Regions from separate parts of the Mus musculus genome. Here regions 1, 2, 4 and 5 are each linked to region 3. Evidence: chromatin contacts called from public Micro-C and promoter capture Hi-C data. All regions are on one chromosome and are shown on one strand. The core of a region is the stretch at or near the end of the contact, and the rest is flanking DNA. Distances in the headings are between cores, read along the strand shown. Region 1 holds the start of Islr2 (immunoglobulin superfamily containing leucine-rich repeat 2). Region 2 holds the start of Fam219b (family with sequence similarity 219, member B). Region 3 holds the start of Ubl7 (ubiquitin-like 7 (bone marrow stromal cell-derived)). Region 4 holds the start of Stoml1 (stomatin-like 1). Region 5 holds the start of Scamp5 (secretory carrier membrane protein 5).

What was found. Promoter capture Hi-C pulls out the DNA fragments that hold promoters and counts their contacts. Hi-C and Micro-C count contacts between places; a contact is called where the count stands out from the background.
Region 1: a contact with region 3 is called in a promoter capture Hi-C map of embryonic stem cells, with 2.3 times the contacts expected there. The contact joins the promoter of Islr2 here to the promoter of Ubl7 in region 3. A contact is called at or near these places in 8 of 39 promoter capture datasets (the 3T3-L1 cell line, the SN4741 cell line, cranial neural crest and 4 more), 1 of 15 datasets of contacts at CTCF or cohesin (the NIH/3T3 cell line), 7 of 484 Hi-C or Micro-C datasets (CD8 T cells, the HPC-7 cell line, embryonic stem cells and 2 more), 7 of 115 datasets of contacts at active chromatin or transcription factors (the SCID.adh cell line, astrocytes, embryonic stem cells and 2 more) and 3 of 9 other capture datasets (adipose tissue, embryonic stem cells and pancreatic islet).
Region 2: a Micro-C map of embryonic stem cells shows a contact between it and region 3, with 6 times the contacts expected there. The contact joins the promoter of Fam219b here to the promoter of Ubl7 in region 3. A contact is called at or near these places in 4 of 39 promoter capture datasets (the C10 cell line, cranial neural crest and pre-B cells), 3 of 484 Hi-C or Micro-C datasets (embryonic stem cells, regulatory T cells and rod photoreceptor), 1 of 115 datasets of contacts at active chromatin or transcription factors (large pre-B cells) and 1 of 9 other capture datasets (liver).
Region 4: a contact with region 3 is called in a promoter capture Hi-C map of erythroid cells, with 11 times the contacts expected there. The contact joins the promoter of Stoml1 here to the promoter of Ubl7 in region 3. A contact is called at or near these places in 10 of 39 promoter capture datasets (the C10 cell line, cranial neural crest, embryonic stem cells and 5 more), 1 of 484 Hi-C or Micro-C datasets (pre-megakaryocyte-erythroid progenitors), 8 of 115 datasets of contacts at active chromatin or transcription factors (the 230-238 cell line, the SCID.adh cell line, bone marrow-derived macrophages and 5 more) and 2 of 9 other capture datasets (adipose tissue and liver).
Region 5: a contact with region 3 is called in a Micro-C map of embryonic stem cells, with 4 times the contacts expected there. The contact joins the promoter of Scamp5 here to the promoter of Ubl7 in region 3. A contact is called at or near these places in 2 of 39 promoter capture datasets (cranial neural crest and liver), 1 of 484 Hi-C or Micro-C datasets (embryonic stem cells) and 1 of 9 other capture datasets (liver).

What each region holds. Positions count from the first base shown.
Region 1 is chr9:58,200,889-58,203,588 of GRCm38.p6, reverse strand. Islr2 (immunoglobulin superfamily containing leucine-rich repeat 2) reads left to right here and starts at 1,304. Exons shown (of 3, transcript NM_177193.5): 1 at 1,304-1,637; 2 at 2,217-2,309. It also overlaps the pseudogene 1600029O15Rik.
Region 2 is chr9:57,536,195-57,538,894 of GRCm38.p6, reverse strand. It overlaps Fam219b (family with sequence similarity 219, member B), which reads right to left and starts at 1,367. Exons shown (of 5, transcript NM_001166364.1): 1 at 1,061-1,367; 2 at 784-871; 3 at 7-84. The coding sequence starts at 1,274.
Region 3 is chr9:57,909,698-57,912,397 of GRCm38.p6, reverse strand. It overlaps Ubl7 (ubiquitin-like 7 (bone marrow stromal cell-derived)), which reads right to left and starts at 1,412. Exons shown (of 11, transcript NM_001122873.1): 1 at 1,339-1,412.
Region 4 is chr9:58,251,891-58,254,590 of GRCm38.p6, reverse strand. It overlaps Stoml1 (stomatin-like 1), which reads right to left and starts at 1,427. Exons shown (of 7, transcript NM_026942.3): 1 at 1,192-1,427. The coding sequence starts at 1,324.
Region 5 is chr9:57,466,654-57,469,353 of GRCm38.p6, reverse strand. Scamp5 (secretory carrier membrane protein 5) reads left to right here and starts at 1,294. Exons shown (of 7, transcript NM_020270.3): 1 at 1,294-1,421.

The sequences.
Region 1 (2,700 bases), core at 55-2,554, 290 kb before region 3:
TAGAGCCTTGTGCTGGACGGCCTCAGACGTACAGGATTCCAGGCAGGGAGGAGTCAGAGTTCTCATCTCCTCTCCCTTCTCAAAGACATCTTCCCTGGATCGCTCAAGCACCCTCTCCTGGTTCGGTCTGTGGGGTTTCCAGGCCCGAGCAGGTGTGAAGTTCTAGATTCCGAACTTGGCTGAGTTTGTGGGGGTCCCATCAGCCCGTAGCCAGGAGTAGGAAAGAGGGAGGGACCAAAGTGAGCACACACCAGTGTGTTCATATTTAATTTACAAAGGAGCCTCAGAAACCCTGCCGGGTGGTCCCTTTAGATGCAGCGTTCTTCCTGCATCTCTCTGCGCCCCCCTCCCTAGCTCATTAAAATGCTTAACACTCAAATCGGGGTATTGATCTCTGCAGAGGCCCCAAACACACTGCCATCCAACCAAGACAGAAGACTGACTCTGATGAGGGCTGGGAGACCCCAGCACCCCAGTATTACAGTGTATATGAAAGAGAAGGAGGGGACTCTCTACACATCTCTCAAAATCTATGCCCCCTTACCAGTTCTGGCTAGCAGCTCTGTCTCCTGGGATGCCATAGGCGGGGGAGTGAGATGATGCATTTTAGTCAAATCCCTAGACATCCCTTGAAATTCTCCTGCTCATCGCTAAAAGAAATGTCCAGGGTTTGCCAAAGAGAACAGCGAGTCCCGAGTCTGCTGAGGCCAGCTGTTACATGAGGGTGTGAGATGGCAGGGCGGTGGCTGCTGCCTAGGCTTTCACAGTGTGTGTGTGTGTGGGGGGGGTGCGAGCATGCAGGGGTTGATGGCCAGCTTGCTAGAGATGCTGAGAGGATACTGAGGAGCGGGGTGGTGGTGCAGGAAATGCTCAGGGGTTGTAAGTCCCTAGTCCACAGCACTCAAGAGGAGCAAACGGTTTTTGTAACTATCCTGGTCCCTGTAGCCACTATTAGTGGGCAACCTTGGTGTCCTGTTAGCCCGCAGCAAGCAAGGGCAGAGTGAGACACTTGGGTGAGTTCAACCTAATGTTTTAGGAGCTCAGAAGACACCCACTCCACTGTGAGCACTAGGTAGCCCACGGGCAGTGGAGTGCACGCGCTGGTTTTGCCACAAAAGACCTGAGCGTGGAGTTCAGGCTCAAGAGGCTGAGCAGGGTCTGCGATGGGCTGGGGAGGTGGGCGTCTCCTCTCCGCGCACCCTGCAGGGCTGCGCCTACTAATCTGGCGAATTAGTCTGGCGGTGATTGGGGGTGGAGGGGAACCAGGATTTGTATCTGCCCAGATCCAGGCAAAATATGACAGAGAGGGTGAGGCGTTCTGCTAACACTATCAATTATGCATCGTGTTGAACGAAGCTTCGGGGAGGGGGAGGCTAGCAGGCGGCAGGAGGAAAAGGGTCCGGGAGAGCCAGGCAGCGCAGTTCAGCAGGTCCCACTGGAGGTCTTTCTGCGCCACTGCTTGCTTTGGAGAGGGGGGAAAAAAGTGTTTAAAGGCAAAGACACGCCCCTCCAGTCCTATGCTTTTCTTTCTCCCAAATTCCTCAAAGATGGTTTGTCTCACGTGTTGCGGGGCGTAGAACGGCTCGCATTCAATTAGAAGCGAAGCTCGCGGGCGCTGGCGGGACGGGCGCGTGAGGGTGAGTGAGCGTGGATATTTGTGTGCGCGCAAAAGAGAACGGTGAGTGTTTGAGTGAAGGTGTGCTTGTGAAAATGTGTGTGAAAGTAGGGAGAACTTAGCGCGTTGACGCGATTATTACATGTTGACGAGTAGTTCTAACCTGTGAAAGTCATGTGAAGATGTGTGTGTGTGTGTGTGTGTGTGTGTGTGTGTGTTGGGGAGGGGTTTGGAGACATAAGGAGGAATAGTGACAATGTCATCGAATGTGTAAATGTGGGGAGAAGTAGAAAATGGGTGCTAGGGGTACGGTGGGCTGGAAAGGGCGGAGCCTTGGGCTATGGGCGTATGGAGCCCCTTGAGACCGACAGGTCTCAGCCTGAGGTGAGTAGAGGATCTCTATGGCTTTAACAAATGTAAACGCAGCACGAGGTGGGAGACTGTGCGCGTTCCCGCCGAGCACGGGGGCGCGCGACCGCTCTCAAACCTGCAATCCTGGAGAAGTAGGGCGAACAGATAAGGAAAGAAAAAAATTGAAGTAGGACTTTGGGGCCAAGGGGAGTTCTTTCAATGCACTCCCCCTTTCTCCCCACCGCCACAGCAACAGATGCCAGAAGCTCCCTTAGACTGTCACCTGAGTCTGGAGACCGGCTCGCAGCCCCACAGCATCACACTGCAAGTCAGAGAGCAGCAGGTAAGCAGTGGAAGGGCCCCACAACCTCAGTCCACAGGGTCGATCCAGCCTAGTCAGGGTTGGGTGGCTGTCTGGGAGGAACAGGGAAGGGAGGTGCCTCCTTTAGGAGCAAAAGCAAGAAGGGACCCGCTAATCTCAGAGACAGGGTGTAGGAGAGGGTCTTCCAAGACTGACAGGACCCTCAAGTTGGGGCAGGGAGTCTGTGTTAATATATTTGTATGTCTAGAGACAGGGGATGCACTCAGGCGTCTTAAGGCTCTAGAGGGAAGTATAGAACCTTGGACTGTCTCCAGGCTTATTAGCTAGAGACTGTTCCCTAAAAACCTGTGGGCAGAGGGATTCGCCTGGGCTCTGTGAATCCAAAGAGGAAGCTTTATTGACTGTTTCCACA
Region 2 (2,700 bases), core at 118-2,617, 370 kb after region 3:
ACTCACCTGTCAGAGTCGAGGGACACCAGGTTTTCATCTGGACTCTGGCTAAGAGCAGTGTAGCCCTTGTTAAACTTCACTGACCTGAGATGGGGCGGGGAAGAAAGCAGAGGCATTTCACAGGGAAGGCCAGAGCCCTGATCCCTATGCAGAAAGAACTGAGTGGACTATTCCAGACTTTCCTTCTACCCGGTCACAGTCACCACGAACTGCTGTTCTATGCAGTTGGCTCCGGCTTCTCGGATTCTTTTCTGGCCCACTCTACTGCACTGAAAGCTCCTAGGAAAGGCCCACCTCCCCATTTCAGGAACCAGGTAAAAAGCTGCATCTTTCCACCTTAGCCTGGGGATCCCAGGCAAGTCACATTTGAGTTTCAGCTATAAACAGCTGTGTGAGGTCTTATTCAGCTCTAAGAGGGTACCATTCTGCCTTTAAAAAACAAACAAAAAAAACTCCAAAAATACTGCACGGGCTCTCCATCTTCACTCCCGGGACTCCAGCAACCATCTCATCCTTTAATGCTATCCTATCTGTGCACTGATGCAACTCCCCTTTTACAAAGTCTATTTTATGACTTTTCTATTTTGCACAGTCTTTTAATAAAGAGTAGAGGTAGTTCCAGTTCTCACTCTCCCACCCAGCCCCATCCCTCCTAGTTCCCATTCTTAAGATACCAGCAAATAAGCTAGCTAGCTCAACCTTAAACAGTGCCCTGATTCCCAAACAGGAAGGGATAGGGCCTTTGAACGCTGCTGACAGAGGAAGTAAAAAGCCCAGTGAGACCTTTTCCCTGAAGAATCGGGTCGGTTCGTCAAGGCACCCAGCATGCCCTTTCTCCGCAGAACGGCCTTGGCATGGTCCCGGTGCTTCTCTGGAAGTCAAAGGGTCTTATGTCAGCCAGGTCTTCCCCATTCTGCTGCTTTTCGGACTGTCGGGGACAGGAGAGGGCTGCACCTAAACCCCCTCCACTCTGGGGACAAGATCACGGGGCTCTAGAGACCAACCCCAGGCCACAGCAACCCGCTCGGGCAGAGACCCTTATGCAGCCCACTGCACTCACTCAGCTTAGCCTGAATGGAAGGTGCGCGTGTCACCAAGTAGGGTCCCCGCTTCTCCATGGCGGGGGGCGGGCGTTCCCCGAGCCGGAGGCCCGCGCCGCCGCTCTGTCCGGAGGGCAGCCCCGCAGTTCCTGCCACGCTGTCGGGAGCCGCGCCAGGCTGAGACCCCTGGGTGGACATCCGCACCGCATGCCCGCGGAACTCCTCGGTCGCCATGACCGGTCCCGCCCCGCTCCGCCAGTGGCCAGACCGGCGCGGGGAAGAACGAATGACAAGACGTAACACGCCTTTAGAAAGATGGCGGCGCGCAGGCGCGGGTTTCCCTTGGCGCTTTCCGGCCGCCTGCTGCGGAGAGAGCATCAAGGTTCCGCCCTACCCGTCAGGAACTGGCCAGCCCAGGTCTTGCCTTTCAGGTACTCTGAGACCCGAAGTCTGTCTGAGCCTGTGGATGTGCAGGAAAGTCAGTTCAGTCTGTAGTCAAGTAAAATGACACATGGTAGGCTAGCGGGTTGTGCCGACCCAAGTCGCGTTGCAGGCCTCTTTCACCGCAGCCGGGGCTCCTTTAAGACCAATACAGGAGGGGTCGGGCTCATATGAAGGGGCTACAGGGCTCTTCTCTAGAAAACAGGCCTGGGAGGGTCAGGATTTACCCACGGCATCCTACACAAATGCCACCGGTTTTTGGTTTCTTGCCTGTCCGAGACCTTGGCAACAGCTGGCTCTTTTTTGTTTGTTTTTTGTTTTTTTCCGAGGCAGGTTTTCTCTGTGTAGCCCCCTGGCTGTCCTAGAACTCACTCTGTAGACCAGGCTGGCCTCGAACTCAGAAATCTGCCTGCCTCTGCCTCCCAAGTGCTGGGATTAAAGGCATACACCACAGCTGGCTCTCTTTAGGCATATTTCCACACTTAAATACAACCTTGGGGCTGGAATTATATAGCCCAGAGATAGACTTCTTGCCTGGCATGCAAAAGGCCTCCCTCCCTCCCTCTCCTTTTCCCTCTCTCTCTTTCCTCTTCTCTCCCTCCCTCTTTTGGTGGTAAAATGGGAAGTTAGGAATGATGGTGCACACCTGTAAGCTCAGGTCAAGGGAGGTGGAGGCCGAGTTCATGACAAGCCTGGGCTATAAGTCCTTGTCTTAAAAAAAAAAAAAAAAAAAAGAACGAAAGTCCTGCAGTAGCAAAAATAAATTGGACACCAGCAAGCAGGGTGAAAGTGCACTCTTGAGTCTATGTGGCAGGGTACAAGGCTGTGTCAAGACTCTTGACTCTGGCCCCCAAGGGATGTGCTTGTGTCTGGCTGGAAATAAGCTCCAGATCCTTGTAGAAACTGCCAAATATCGCGAGACTGTTCCATGGCTAACACATTGTCAAAGGGTAGGTCAATATTGTACAGCCGAAACCCAGGGACAAAAGAACAAAAAATGCTGCATAGGAGAAAAAGAAGCATTTGGGATCAGAGCTTTGGGAAAAAAAAAAAATCAGATTTGATAAAACCTATGCTATCTTGTGAATTCCACCCCAAACTATCTGCCGGACTCCTTTTATTTTTAGGCAGAATCTCGCTATGTAGCTCAGACTGGCCTTAAACTCACAATCCCCGAGCTTTGGTTTCCCAGGTACTGGAATTGCAGGTTTACACTACC
Region 3 (2,700 bases), core at 163-2,662:
ATTGGTGGCACACGCCTTTAATCCCAGCACTTGGGAGGCAGAGGCAGGAGGATTTCTGAGTTCAAGGCCAGCCTGATCTACAAAGTGAGTTCCAGGACAGCCAGGGCTACACAGAGAAACCCTGTCTCAAAAAAACAAAAGAAAAAAAAAAAAAAAGTAAACACAAAAGGCCAATCAGTTGGATAGGAATGTTGTGAGGTTCAAGCAAGATCACCCAACCCTCTCCCTTCTACACACTCATTTCTGGTTTTCTTCTCCAGCTTTTGATTTAGCTATAACAACACTTTAAGGAGGGCCCTTGTCTCTCTTGCCTGCCCTTATCAGAGATCTATAGCACCACCCAATGTCTTATTGTTAAAACACAGATCTAACAAACTTAACTGCTTAGAAGGCCCCCATTAATCCCAAAGCACTTCTATGAACAGGTGGGTGTTAACTCCACAGCCAGATTACAAACCCATTTATTCTGACGCCTACCAGCTTTCTTCAATAGACCCAGCCCTGCCCCTTTATAACAACACACGTAAGTATACTTCATAACAAAGTTGTCCCCTATATGTAACTCTGCTCACCTCCTGTCTTTGCATATAAGTTCTCTTCCCTTTTTGGCCTCTTAGCAAACTCCTACCAAGACCCACACAAACACATCGGTTCCATGCTCTCTTCTTGGTCACACATTCCCTGTTCCCTCAAGGCAAAAGAGCAACACAAATCAATAGATTTGAGGACAAGTCAGCCAGCTTCATTACCAGATGCCAGACTTAGAAAGCTACCTTCTCTTTGCTGCTTTTTCCCTTGTACAACTTATTTACTTCTCAACTTCTCATTGCGTCCCTCATATTTGTGAAACCCCCCCCATTCTTGAAAGCCAAGACTAGAGCTTTTCTAACACAGTCCCCAGCCTGACATATATGAATGCCCACAAAATAAATCTAAAAATTCAAAGGGTGCAAGAGCCTTGTACCGCAAGACCAGTCCTTGTTACAGACACTATTTCTGCCAAAGAGGTCTCTTGCAGTAAAGACAAGGCTAAGAAAAAACTGTGGTGCGACCCAGCGGACTTCAAGGTACTATCCACCTTTAGGTTTAAAGCGAGAAAGGAGGTTTTTGTATACCGATTTCAATCCTCACAACTGTCTCCTGAAACTGGCATCATTGTCCTTATTTTACAGATCAGGAATAAAGACTCAGAAAGCTGAAGTCTCTTGGCCCAAGGTCACAGATACCTAGTCGTGAGTAGGGACAATGTTGACAACCCCACCTCTCTCGTGGGACCAGTTAGCTACTCCGGACCCACGAGAGCCCCGCGCGCCCAGGGAGGGGGCCCAGCGCCCTCACCCGTCCCGCGGAAGGAACCCGGCCGCAGCGAGCCGCCGGTGTAAACACTCACTCTGGTCCTCTTGCCGGAAACCGGAAGCTCCGCGCTGCATTCTGGGGACTATAGTTTTCACTGAGACCCAGCCCCTTATAAATGGCCGTCCAGCAGCTAGTGGCAATGCTTCCGGGTCCTAGGAGGCGTGAGTGCGAGCACGAGCAGTTTGAGGTCCTAGAAGCCAGTAGGTTGTAGCTTTCTGTCAGACACAATTGTACCACCACCTGAGGTAGGGAGACTCAGTGTGGAATTTTCGAAAGCAGCCAATAGCCCGATGATTCCCGCGCTCTCCAGGGATATATGTGAAGCCTGTTGGTTGTCCCGGGTTTGGAGGAGTCCTAGGCCGGAGGGCGAGCCTTCTCCGAGGGGGACGGGTTCCTAAGTGGACAGGCGCCCCGCGGCCCTTCCGATGAAGACGCAGTTCTCCCACGTAGCCAGCCTCTTGTGCTTCTTGCTCCTTTCTCCCAGGAAACCTGCCTTGTGGCAGCGCACCAGGGCGCTAAAAGTTGAGTCCGTAAGGGGAGTGATTAAGTCGGGTTTCTGGCCCACCGCGAACATGCAACAATGGGGTTTATAACACAGTCATTCGTAGAATCAGTTTGGGGAGGGGAATTTCCACTGAACTTTCGTGGAGACACTGCCTGTTTTAGATGGCTGAGAAACTAATGCACAATCAAATTGGATTGAGTTTACACAAAAGTTAGAGTTAGCTAAACTCAAGAGAGAAGTGATTTTTCTCAGAAAGTTCCACAATTAAGGAAAACAATAACCAAAAACAACCAACTTTAAAACTGTGAAGCTGAGGGACGGGTGAGATGGCTCAGCAGGTAAAAGCACTTGCATTCAAACCTGAGGACCTCCCCGGGAACAAATGGTGAAAGGATTGAACTGACTCCCCAAAACTGACCACACACACACACTAATAAAAAAATGTAATTTTAAAAGATAAAGTTCAGGCTGGAGAGAAGGCTCAGCAGTTAAGAGCACTGAGTGCTCTTCCAGAGGTCCTGAGTTCAATTTCCAGCAACCAAGTGGTGACTCACAGCCATCTATAATGGGATCCGGTGCCCTCTTCTGGTGTGTCTGAAGACAGTGACAGTGTATAAAATACATAAATAAATCTTTTTTTTAAAAAAAGTTCATAATAGCTACTGTGTACACAAGTGTAAAAGTTGTATTCTTGCCGGGCGTGGTGGCGCACGCCTTTAAGCCCAGCACTCAGGAGGCAGAGTCAGGCAGATTTCTGAGTTTGAGGCCAGCCTGGTCTACATAGTGAGTTCCAGGACAGCCAGGGCTACACAGAGAAACCCTGTCTCGAAAAACAAAAC
Region 4 (2,700 bases), core at 178-2,677, 340 kb before region 3:
TGTTAACACATTCTACTGGCCACACCACAAGTATGCTTTCAAGGGGTCATTACAGAGGAAAGGCTTCAGCTACTAAGGATAAAACTAATGCTCACAAGTAACAGTCACAGTGGGACTAAAGTGCTAGTTTAGTATTTATTCCCACTTTAATGCCCTGAAAGAACTATATCTATATCTATATCTATATCTATCTATCTATCTATCTATATCTATAGTGTACTTCAATTCAAGCCTTTTGGCAGGAAGAACTAAGAATCCTGAATGGGTGTTGAGCAAACAGGCCCAGAATCTGGGGATGAGCTTGCTATCTGTTCTCTCCTCCCCAGCCCTAGACAGGAAGGTGACAAGAGACGTCTGTTCTATCCTTCAAGAAGCCCCTGCCTGCAGGACAGTCTAAGTCATAAACTAATTCCTGACCTCTTCAGGGAAGGAGGAATCCTAAGAACCGGGCAGAAGAGCCGGGCGTGGTGGTGCACGCTTTTAATCGCAGCACTTGGGAGGCAGAGGCAGGCAGATTTCTGAGTTCAAGGCCAGCCTGGTCTACAAAGTGAGTTCCAGGAGAGCCAGGGCTATACAGAGAAACCCTGTCTCAAAAAAAAAAAAAAAAAAAAAAAAAAAAAAAAAACCACAAACAAACAAAAACAACAACAACAAAAAAGAACGGGGCAGAAAATGGAGGATTCGTTCAGCATTGCCAAAGCTTTCAATGCACCGTCAATACAGGAGAACCACAGAGGACCAGAATACTCCAAGGACAGTCAGGCTTTGGAGAGAGGAAGCCAAAGCAAACAAGCCAGGCAGCTTGCAGGCCCAGCTTTCTGTTCTGTGCATCTTCACCAGGACACAGGAGACTCCTGCTCCCTGCGCTGCTACCCTAGGGCGACTCTTTTTCCATTTCTCTACAAATGCCTTGTGGGTTATGGCTCCCTCTGCCTAGGGCTCTGTTTTCTTTCTATGCATGATGGGCTATCCTGGAAATAGTAACGGGATGGGCTAAGATTAGGGAAGATGGGGCTGCGCGGCTTCCAAAGCTACAGCTGGTGCCGTAGGGAGAACAAATCGGTGGTAGCATCCCCACACCTTGTCTGGCACCCACTTCATATCCTATCCCCTTCACTCTCCTTCCTCCTAGAGGCAGAGAGTACAGGTCTTGGGGTGCCCCTCTGTCCGCGGTGCTGGGTAGCCACTCACCGGCCCCCGGCCCCACGCTGCCCGGCTCTGGGGACAAGCAGCCCTTCTGCGAACCCAGAAAGCCGAAGCTCGACTGCTGGAAACGATCAAAATCCCCTAAGGGCAGTGCCCGGTAGCCAGACCTTCCAAGCATGACTTCTAACCGGGACACGCCCCGATCCTCTGCTGGGAGACTGCCCTGCCCAGCCTGTGGCAGCTCCGCCCCTCCTCGTTCCCACTGCTTCCGGCTTTACTCCGTCACTAACAACAGTGGCTGAGTAGGATCAGGAATCAGGCCGGGTCCACCATGCCTGCCGCTCCACAGCACCCCCTGCGCTGGGAGGACCGAACGGCGGGAGCACAGTTTGGGGATGTGGCCTTGGTTCTAAGGTTGAGGCTTCCTGACCACCTCCTACCTGGCCTTAGGAAAGGAGGCAAGGAAGTTTGGCTTTAAAGGAGCATTGCAGGAGCGTTTTCTCCAGAAGCAGAGAAATGTTTTTGGCCTCAAACCATTCCTCCAAACTCAACACACTTATGAGTTATGGGTGTGCTTATCCAGATGTAGGATTTCTTCTGGTGTGGTCAGCAAACTGGTATTTTTTGTTTGTTTGTTTCCCCACAGCCAAGAAAACAGAGCCTGCCATACAGAGTCCTGTTCTTATTTGCTTAATGATGGCAGATCCAAGTCACTGTGGACAAGTTGAAGTCAGAAGGCCCCAACTTTGGTATAAAAGAAAAATTTCACATGCAGACACCCCAGGAATCCTGGCAGTGGATGGTGGTGGTGGTGGCTGCAGCAGCAGCAGCAAAGCATTACATGAGACTCCTTGATCCAGGCACTTGAGGTAACTTTGTCTTTCCGTGGCTTCAGAAAGCCCAAATGAAGGTAGAAAATATACCCCAGTAGGATGCTGGGAGGCTGGCAGGAGGCCATTTTACAAAGCAAGAAAAGACGAATCTTTCCCAGTCTTGCCTCCCTGGATCCTTGCCATAGCTCATTTCTAAGTTCCCCTGCCTATGACTGCTAGCCTGGCTAATTTTATGTCAACTTGACACAAGCTAGAATAATCTGAAAAGAGGGATCTCCAATTGAGAAAATGGTTGTGCTGTAGGCAAGCCTGAAGAGCATTTTCCTAATTTATGATTGACGTTGCAGGGCCCATTCCATTGTGGGTGGGGCCAACCCTGGGCTGCTGGTCCTGGGTTCATTAAGAAAGCAGGCTGAACAAGCCAGTAAGCAGCATCCTCCATGGCCTTTGCAGCAGCTCCTGCATCCAGGTTCCTGCCCTATTTGAGTCCTGGCTTCCCTCATTGATGGACCACCATATGGAAATGTAAGCAAAATAAAGCCTTTCCTACCCAACTTGCTCTTTACTCACGGTGTTTTGTCACAGCAATAAAAACCCTAAGATGAGTTGGTACCGGGAGTGAGGTTTTAATTAATTTCAAATGTAGTCAAGTTGACAACCCAGAATTGCCATACAAGTCCACCCCTTGCCAACTTGACACACAATCATATCTTCTTATCAA
Region 5 (2,700 bases), core at 45-2,544, 440 kb after region 3:
TCTGGTCTCTGTTTGAAGGCTGGGACTCTTCCTTCTGGCTGGTCTGGTAGCTTCTGCTGCTTCCTGTTCGGCCAGCTCAGCCTCCTTCTGGTCTCTTCTGCACTTGTTCTTGTCTGCTCTTCTCCTCTCCCTCCCTTCCCATGCCAGCTGTGGGAGTGAGGCCCCAGTGCCAGCAGGCTAGAGCCACACAATGGGCCCTTAGTCTGGGCAAAGAATCCCTGCAGTGTATCCCACCCACTGAAGCCCTCTTCCAGGCCCAGGGTGGTGTGGGTGAGGGATCGAAGCCATTGGTTGGCAGGGCAGGGGATGGCCTTGGCTGTGGAGGACCCACAGGGTTTTACTATGTAAACACCACTCACAATGGCAGCTTGTCTTCCTACCCCAGCCCCATGTCGCCAAGGAGTCTCGGAGCTACACTAATTCTGCACTTGTAAGCATTTACCTTGGTCCCTTCTCATTCTTGCTGTTAACATCTGTACATTATTATCTCTTTCCTTCTTCTTCTTTCTTGTCTTTTTTTTTTCAGAGCTATTCCTTATTCTTCTATTCCTTATTTCCCTTCCTTTTTGAGACAGTAGCTCATGTGTATCCTGGTAGTCCAGTACTTCCCCACTTGCTGTGTAGATAAACTGGCTTTGAACTTGCACTGACCCCATTGCCTGTGTCTTGGAAGGGCTAGGAATATTGATGTGAATCAACCCACACACCTGTGCTCTCTCTGTCTCTCTCTGTCTGTCTCTGAGATCTCACTATGTAGCTCCAACTGTCCTGGAACTTATGAAGATTAAGCTGCCTTTGAACTCACAGAGACAAGCACTCTGGATTTGGATCCCCGGAACTGGGGTTATGGTACTACCATATGGGTGCTAGGAATCAAACCCCAACCCTTTGTAAGAGCACAACAAGTACACTTAACCACTGAGCCATTTCTCCAGCCCCTCATCAAGCTGTCTCTTCCTCTTTCCCGGTACATCCCACAGGTCCCTGCGATTGGTATGGGGGTTATTCTTCCCACTTTGCAGATGTGGAAGTTAAGGCACTAGTTGCTGGCACTACTGTATGTTTCTCCTTTCTATGCACTCACTGTGCTCTTGTCCCCAAGGTGCCCACCTAGCACCTGGACGAGGAACGGCCGAATATTTAGCACCACGGACAGCTCCTGCAAGGTGCGGAGGCGCCGGTGCCTTGCTTCTCGCGAGCGCTCGTGGAATAGCCTTACGAGCAGTGTGGGAGTCTCGCGAGAGTGGTTGCAGCAGGCAGGGCGGCACGGGAGCGCGCGGGCCCGCCTCGGACGCGCGCGCACGCTCCCCGCCCCCAATCCGGGAGCCGCTCGCGGCCCGCTCCGCGCCTGATCGCCCGGTGCAGCGCAGCTCAGCGCGGCGCAGCGCGACTACCTTTCTGCAGCCGAGCGGTCGGGGCTGGTGAGTCCTGGGCCTGGAGACCCAAGGAGGGCACTGCGGGGAAGCTACGAGCTGGGTTGGAGAGGTGTCAGCGGCTCCAATTTTCTGCCTTCAAAGAGTCCCTCTTCATTTGAGGGGGTAGGTCGAGCTTCTGGAGAGGTGGGGAGTCGAGGTGACCTTTCCTGCTTGGGGTGGTAAGCGCTCTTTGTACACCCCTAAATCCTCCTCCCCATTCCTGTTTCCTCTTTCCTCTGTCCCCGCAGAGGGAGCCCGGGATTTGGGTGACGTCAGGCCCTTGGATGGAGCCTGGGCTTTGGGCCCTCCACCCCACAAACCCCGAGTTCCACCTGGCATTCCCTGGAAGCCGGCCTCCTCCTTTTGGGATGGCGCATGCGGCCGGGGATGGGAACGTCTGGAATCTAGTGACCGTGGTATCACAAAAGGCACCTGCAGGTGGACCCAAGTTGTACTCATCCCTGGAAGGCCGACCTTTGTACCGCGGGTCTGAGCAGCCTGGTTTTTGGAGGAGGGGGATGGGTGCACTGCCTAGGGCCCGGATACCACCAGGGCTTTGGGGAGTGGGATGGGGGTGCTGGATGTAGCGCATCCAGCATTAGCACCAGTCAGTCACGAGGAAGGAGGGGAGATGTGTAAGAACCAATCCCCGTCCTTGCCTTGAGGTTCTCCTGATCTGGAGTCTGGGGGAGTCAAGTAAGACTAGGACTGATAATTGGTTGTTAAAGGCCGACTTGAGGAGATCAGCAAAGGCCAGGGCTGGAGACAGAGACAAGAGGCAGCAGCTGTCAGGAGGAGACTTTCTGGAGGTGGGATTTGGAAGGAGGCAGAGGCGAGAGAGGGCATCTCAGTGTGGTAATGGACAAAGTTCAGAGGTGGGCATGAAGCACTGCTGCTCCACCCCAGCCTGTCTGTGGTGTGTGTGGGAGGGATGGTCTAGAGAAATGTGCAACCCGTGCGTTACCCATTATGTCTTCTCCATCAGGACTGTGAAAGAGGGAGATGATTCTGGCAGGGCCACGGTTGGCAGAGAGATTTTGCTTGGGGTTGCTAGTTTAGCGTCTGTGGGAACTTGGAGAGATAGGACCAGCTCTCCATTGCTGAGAGAGAACCGTGGCAGGGATGGGCCATCGAAAATGGAGTGTTAGTAGAGGGGATTAGGAGTCCTGGGACTTGTGGCCATTTCTATTTTTCTTTCCTTTATGTTTTTAAATTGTAATCTACATATACATATATATGGGTGTTTTGCCTGCTTGTATGTGCACCATTGTGTGCAGTGTCCTCC